2 separate regions of the Rattus norvegicus genome follow, and region 2 is linked to region 1. A link is a contact called in public Hi-C data. All regions are on one chromosome and are shown on one strand. The core of a region is the stretch at or near the end of the contact, and the rest is flanking DNA. Distances in the headings are between cores, read along the strand shown.

Region 1 (3,739 bases), core at 344-2,843:
GCTTATAGGGGCTCATGGAGACTGAAGTGACAATCATGGACTCTGTATGTCCCTGAGCTAGGTCCTCATAATATTATGGTTTCATAGCTTGGGTTCTTGTGGGACCCCTTACAGCAAGAATGGGGGGAGGATCGCTGACTCTTGCCTACACTTGGGGTTGCCTTGTCCAGCCTTGATAATGAGGGTTTGTGCCTAGTCTTATTGTAATTTGTTACACCATGTTTGGTTGATCTCCGTGAAAGACCTGCTTGGTTTTTTGTTTGGTGGTTGTTTTTTGTTTTGTTTTGTTTAAGCGAAATGGAGGAGGAGTGGATCTAGGGGAGAGGGATGGAGAAGGGGCTGGGAGAAGTGGAAGTAGAAGTCAGGACATAATGTATGTAAAGAATAAAAATTGAACTAAAGATTCATCTTTAGATTCAATGAACACAAGACCCCAGTTTTACAAAGTAAAGAAAAAAACAAATTTTAGAGTCAATATGACTAAAACAAACAAACAAAAAAAACCCTAAGTGGTCAGCACATAAGAGAACCTGACTCAATGATAAATAAATACTTATTTAAAATAAGGAACAAGGGCTGAAGAGATGGTTCAGTGGTTAAGAGCTTTTGTTGCTCTTGTGCATTTGGCACCCAGGTCCATTTCCCAGCATGAACATGATGGTTCACATCCATGTTGAGTAACTCTGGCTTCGTGGGATCCTACATCCTCTTCTGATTTTAGAGGAGAGCAGGCTACAGGTGCTGCACAGGCAAACACTCGAGCACATAAATTTTAAAACAAGTATGGTGGCTCAGGCCTGTCCTCCCAGCAACTGAGAGGCTGAGGGAGAATAGCCGTTCTAGGTTACCAAGTGAGACCCTGTCTCCAAAGATTCCATAATCCCAGCATTTGAGAGGTGAAGGCGGGAGGATCAGGAGATCGAGATCATCCTCCACTACACAGTGAGGTCCAAGACAGCCAAAGCTACCTCTATCTAAATTAAATAGTTAAAAATAAAGGAGGGGAGAGACGGTAGAAGGCAGGTGTAAAATGTAGAAACTGGAAGAAAACAAACACCAAAAATTCAGGATATAACGCAGACCCGCTTGTTTAAGCACACGCTAGCGTGTCTAGTCCTGCAGGTCGCCAGCCTGGTCAGCAATTTACAGCACTGGAAAGACAAGCCCCCAAAGGACTTCCCCCTCTGTTATCTCACGTGATCACCACAACCTAGAAAGAGCGCAGATTATTCTGTCCCCTGGAAACAGACACAGAAAAGGGACACTACAGAGCTAGTAACTGGTTGGACTCCCTTCTGTGCATCTTCCAGCAGCTGGGCCCTGGTCCTGATGTTGAGATCCAAAGAAGTGGCACACCTGCGCCTGAGCAGAATGAGCCAACCAATGAAGAACCCGCATCCAAGGAGGAGGGACAGGGTCGCTGCCAATGGCTGAGCTCTCCCTGAGACAGATGTAGCTAATGAGGACTTCGTACTGCAGAAGGACGGTTGCTCGACCAATGAAAGACTGAGACCAGCCAGGCTGCTAGGCCGGATCGCCAGTGGGGCGCCAGGGCGGGGCGCACAGTCGAGCGCCAACCGCTAGAGGCTGATCCGCAGCGTGCTGCCTGGTCACCACCCGCCATGGCCCGCGCTGCCCCGCTGCTCGCCGTGCTGGCCACACTTCTCACCGCCGCCGCTGCAGGCGGAGACGCACCGCCGGGGAAAATCGGTGCGGGAAGGATGCGGTGGGGTGCTCACTGAGGACGGGCGGGAAGAGGGTTCGCAGGTGACCGGGGTTAGGGGAGGGCTGCTCCGGAGATGAACTGGGTGTAGGAGAGGCTAGGGGCTGCTGGGCGCGGAAGAAGAGTGCATAGGGGAGGAGACCATGGGGAGGGTGGCTTGAGCACGAGGAGAGGGTCTCCTGGGAAGGAGGGGGCCTGGGCAGGAATAGCCACTGACAGCTTGCTGTCTGCAAAGCACATGGTCACTGCACATTTGCTCTAGAGAAGCTCGCGGGTGACAAGACAGGAGCAGGGCGGGCGGTGGCGTTCGCAGGGATCTGCTGAGGGCCTTTTATGTAGCAGAGGCAATGGCTGTGGTTCCTGAAGGACGAAAGGCCCTTCCTTAGAATGAGAAAGTTCCGTGTCCGGAGAGCACTTGGCAGGTGCTGCAGAAACTAAAAAAGGCTTTGGAAGAGTAACATTTAACCAGAACTTCCGGTCTGTAGAAGGCAGTTCCTTCCACAGGACAGAACAATAGGTTGCTGGGGGTGGATTTGTTGAGTGACAGAGTGGGGAACTTTTTCTCCTCAGACTAGCTAGGCAAGCACTGTCCATCTCCGCAGCCCAATATATAGAACTCTTAACGACCTTTTTTTTTTTTCTTTTTTAAAATGATTAGTTCTGTGGTTTTCCCCCAACATTTCATTCCGAAGTTCTTGAGGCATACTGCAAAGTTGAAAACATTTTACAATCTTGTTCATGTGTCCACCACCCACTCCTGCTACTAACACCACTTACATTTTGGAGCATTTCAAAATAAACTGCAGGCCTGGGGACACCTCACTAAATACCCCATTGTGTAGTCATTGTCACTAGCTCCGCATTTGTTCCCAACTTTCTTTCTTTCTTTTGTTTTCACTCTGCATGACTCAGAGATTCTCAAATCTCTTTGTATATGAATTCCTACAACCGAAAATGCTGAGCTTCTAGCTGTGGGAGGGCAGGTGGGAGTGCCTTGGGACATCATAGACGTGCCTGAACCAGTACAAATTCTAAAGTTTAATTGTCTAAGAAAACTCCAACAGGCTACAAAGGGTTAAAAAGTTGCCAAAAGCATACTGGAGAATCGATTCATGACTGAGAGTCCATGGGAGAGAGAATCTTGGGGGTTGGGTATTAAGAGAAGACCTAATGGAGACTGACTTTGGAGCAGACTTGGCAGGGTACTGAAGAGTTAGGCAGGCAGGGACCAGGGATGTGCAGTGCCCATTTTCCTAGAGATGTGCGGCAGGGACCCCTCCCAGCAGAACCAAATGGTGATTCCAACACTTGCATCCTGCCTCCTTCCAGCTTGTCCCCAGATACACATCACCCAAGTCTTCCCCTACTGATGACAAGCTACCCTTTAGCTATTCAACCTGAACGCCTTCAACCCCTTGGTGCTTTGGACAGGACCTAGAAAGGAGGAAAGAGAGGGTGCTTCCTATTTGAGGGCATAGTCCTCGGGCTCCAGCAGGGTTTCATCTCAATGCTTCTAGGTGGCCCTGGGACCCTTTAGAGTCCCCCTGATGGCCTGCCCACACTGTCCTTTCTGCTCTCACGGGCATGCAGGTTTGTCTCAGGATACCCTGAAAGCCTGAGGTCCTACTTAGTTATGGATTATTCTAGCTGACTGTAGAATAATCATTCTACAGTGATTGGCTGCCCATTGGCTGCTTAGGCTCCTGGGAACCAGAACCCTCTTTGGTTCATCGTTGAGCTTTGGTACATCTTATAAGACAAAACAATGTCCACCGTTAGGTGTATTTCATAAACCTCTTCACAGTGACATGACATCTTACTTAGAGCCTTGGAGAGTGGGAGTTGAGTAACACCCCCAGACCTTCTTTGGAGACCATTTCTTTGGGGGAAATGTGTAATTTGGGACTCTCAAGAGGAAGGAAAGAGAGCAGAGTGGTTAAGAAAAAGCTAAGGGTATTTCTGGAAGTAACGTTTTGGTTTTTGAGACAGGGTTTCTCTGCATAGCCTTGGCTGTCC
Region 2 (3,739 bases), core at 330-2,829, 43 kb before region 1:
GCTATTCTGGTCCTCCGTCGTCTAGCCCAAGGCGTACCGTCTGGCAGTCACATAGCCTACTGTGGGTCTGGCTCAGCGGCCTCCAACCAGAGCCTTTATCTCCAAGTCACATCATCTCTCCTGTAACTGGGGGATCACAGACTGCTGTGGGGATAAATGCTGCTCTCTAGTTGAGCATCACATGGTGCCCTTTCGCTGTTGTTGGTTTGGTTTGGTTTAGTTTAGTTTAGTTTGAGACAGGGTTTCTCTGTATAGTCTGGCTGTCTTGGAGCTCACTCAATAAACCAGGCTGGCCTTGAACTCATAGATCCACCTGCCTCTGCCTCCTGAGCGCTGGAATCAAAGGTGTGCGCCACCACCACGCCCAGTTTAGACACTGATTTTTCAGATTTTATCACCTGCATGCTTTTTCCTACAACCTTGAGTAAGGGACTCAGTTTCCACGTCACTGAAAGCAAGGGGACGACCCCAGCCACCTGGAGGCTATGATAAATGTCCTAGCGCTCACAGAAGCAGGCCCTGCACCACTGTGAGTCTTTGAGATTCATACCATTCTTCTCCAGGGTCTCCCCCTCCTCAGGCAGCAGAGAGCAGTGTCCTTACAGATGTAGAAAGTCCTTTCAGACAGACTCAGACGTGCCAACAGTTATGCAGATGTCTAGTTCAACCCTACTCTGCCTCCTGGTGGTCCTAGTCCTCTTCACACAGTCCTGATTCCACGAACACCAGCCGCCATGCTTCTGTCCCCAGCTCTGTGTCTTCATCACAGGTTATCCGAGAGGTCAGCCGGCCCATCGGTGGAGCTGAGAGCTTGGAGGTCCCCAGATCCCCAGTCATCCTGTGCAAGCTGGATCAGGACAAGGTATGTCTGTCTCCAGTCATCTCCTCTGGATACGGTAGTGGGTACTAAGCACAGGCTGGTGGTGAACACACACACACACACACACACACACACACACACACCTGTGACATCGTACAAGCTTAGCAACAGAGCTAAGTCAAACTTAGTCTCTGTGACAACACCCCTGCCATCAACAACTAAAGGAGGAGAGTTTTGTTGTGGGTCACCTCCAGTCAGCCCACAGGCTGTGTGCTGCAGGCCTTGGGCGAGGCTGAGCCTCATCAGAGTGTCTATTGCAATAGTAGGCCTAGGTGGGAAATGTGTAGGCAGGCAGTGCAGCTCTCCTCATAAAAGACCGGAAACAGACGGGGAGGCAGGAAGGGACCTGGTGTATCTTCTCTCAGGACATGCCCTCAAGAGACACCTGGTCTAACGAGTACGGCAGCCTCCCCTCAGTTTCAGATAGTTTAGCCATGAGTAAATCCGCTGGAGGAAGAGCCCTTAGGATCCAGTTCTCTTTTCAGAAACCCCGCTTCTGGAATGCTTGTGTTGGAGACAGATTTTCAAAAGAAAAAGCTGTAACACCAAGTCCGGTAGTAAATGAGGAACAAGCCAGGGTTTCAGGCCACACAGACCGGCTCTTCAGGACTTTGCTTACGCCAACAGAGCACCTTGACCAACCACTGGGCAAACTCTACAGAGAGGCTCCACCCGTACCAGGCCCTGTGCAGAAACCAGTATGACCCTTGACCCCACGACTCCTACGGCCCCAAGTCAGGCAAACCTGAGCCAAAGTAATCGTACTGCATTGTAACTGCTACTCTGGGTACAAGCCAAAAGAGACAGTGCCAGGTTCCTGGTGTGTCAGGAAGATATGCTCCTGTCTCAGAGGTTCAGGACTATTCCCATGGAAGTGATGCTTCGGACAAGGATTTAAAAAGGCAAAATGAAATAAAATTATATTTAAAAGGTGCTCTTATCGGCAGGAACAGGTTGCAGAACAGAGAAAATGTGGGTGTGAAGGTGGACTGTGCGTCTCGGTGTAATGAGAGAGAACTGGTTTACCTGGTCCGGGACAGGGATAGGAGATGGAACAGGGAGCTTGGGATGGCTGGAGTATGGGGGGACGTGGATGCCTGCCTATGCTGAGCCTTAAAGAGTAGGCGTGACATAATTGAGCCAAGGTGGGTGAAGTTGGGGAACAGTAGAAGCAAAGGCGTGAGGTCAGAAAGACAGCCTTGGAGTTTTGGTCTCAGGTACCTACTGAAGGAGAAGTCTAGCCCCGTCCATGCTTGGCCTTTGCCAGAAGTAAGGCTGTTAGAAAAACAGAAATTGACACTGGAAGAGGGGTGTGACTGCAGATGCACACCATGGTATGGCCTCTGGTACAGGTCAAGGCTCTATAGAGCAACAGTGGACAAGCTGTGTGGTGGGAGTTCTCTGCCGTGGTTGAGTATACAGGGCGAGGGCAGCTGATGTGCTTATGGTGGTCTTTTTGGTAGAAGAGCCAGGATGTTGTGTCGGTGGGGGTCTCTTTCCATGGGATCATGAGATTGAAATACCATCCCTGAGTTCATTTATAAAGTGCCCACAGCCTTCCTCTGTATTTGCTTCCCATCTTGAGGGGGAAGCTGCTGTAGAATGAATGGAGCCATAACTTCTATTTCAGAACCTACCATCAAGGCTCTTTATGCTTAGACAGCCCATACACTTCCTGATAGGTCCCTCTCCCACACCCAGCCCATAAGAGACAGAGGGAAACTCCTTTCTTGTCCTCACTGCTCTTTAGTGCTGGGTTTATCCCAAATCATCACTGGGCCTGTTCTAATGGATCCTCCTCAGGATCTGCTGTACCTTCTTGAAGGAGTGGGTATCATTTTAACACTGTCTCAAGTCTGGCCGGGCCAAGTCTAGCTTCTTGAAACGAGATAATAGCAAATTACATGGGTGTTAGAACTGACTCGTTGGCTTCATAGATTCCTATACACCAGCTCTCTGGTGAGTGTGATTGGCAAGAGAAAACAGAGACTGGGGATGATGGATTTTTCCCACAGCTAATAAGTAACAGTAGCACTGTGAGTCCTTCCATCATTTCTGTTCCATCTCTGTTGTAGCAAATGAATGTATTAATGAATTAGTGAGGGTATGATTGTTTCACAGTTAATATAATGAGTTAAAAATAATAGACTGGCAACAAAATGTGTGTGGAGGGGTGTTTGTGTGTGTGTTCATGTGTGTGTGTGTGTGTTCATGTGTGTGTATGTGTGCGTTCCTTCATCCTCTCACTCAAGAATTATAATGGACTCCTGCTGATCATCGGGGTTTTATCATGACTCCTTTGCAAACATTCTCTAGCTCATCCTTTTTCCTCTATGTCATCACCTTGGGTCCATCCCTTTCTGATTGATCACTCAGGGTTGCCCAGTGGCTCTTCATCATCCAAGGTTGCCCCTGCTCATCCATCCCTTCAGTGCTACTGGATTACATTCACATCCCACTTAAATGCTTGCCCAGCTCCCTGTCACGTGCCAGATACAGTGTGTATTCCAGGACACTGCTGTCAATGCACTATGATGAATGACCCTACTCCCCCAGGAGAGTGTAACCTGAAGACATGGCCGTGTCTAAGTCATTGCCACCTTCCTGATCATATTGGTGTGGTGTCAGACACATGATAGATGTTGCTTGGAGAATTAGAGGAAGACTGGGAGGACAAGAGAGTCCCCCTGATGTGAGGCTGTCTGTGTCCTTCCCCAGAGATTGTCCCAAGAGAAACAGAACTCAGACTCCGACAGCCTGGGCATGAACGACAGCAGTTCCACTCTCAGCCGCCGAGAAGCCTGTGAGCATGGTAGGAGCTTCCACAAGTTTTCAGAGTCCATGCTGGAGAATGTCAAA

The links. A called contact is a pair of places that touch in the nucleus more often than the background predicts.
Region 2: a contact with region 1 is called in a Hi-C map of kidney, with 2.3 times the contacts expected there. The contact joins the enhancer-like site here to the promoter of Pcyox1l in region 1. A contact is called at or near these places in 8 of 12 Hi-C or Micro-C datasets (the A7r5 cell line, Schwann cells, hepatocytes and 3 more).

The regions. Positions count from the first base shown.
Region 1 is chr18:57,429,486-57,433,224 of GRCr8, reverse strand. It overlaps Pcyox1l (prenylcysteine oxidase 1 like), which reads left to right and starts at 1,593. Exons shown (of 6, transcript NM_001134542.1): 1 at 1,593-1,710. The coding sequence starts at 1,623.
Region 2 is chr18:57,472,246-57,475,984 of GRCr8, reverse strand. It overlaps Afap1l1 (actin filament associated protein 1-like 1), which reads left to right. Exons shown (of 19, transcript NM_001106142.1): 9 at 770-862; 10 at 3,599-3,692. Among named protein-coding and RNA genes, the nearest start is that of Grpel2, 24 kb to the right of the region's middle. Within about 2 kb of position 1,579, at least 4 of the 93 cell types and tissues checked have an H3K27ac peak or open chromatin away from gene starts, as enhancers often do. A contact at or near this core is called in hepatocytes and kidney, where this site is marked.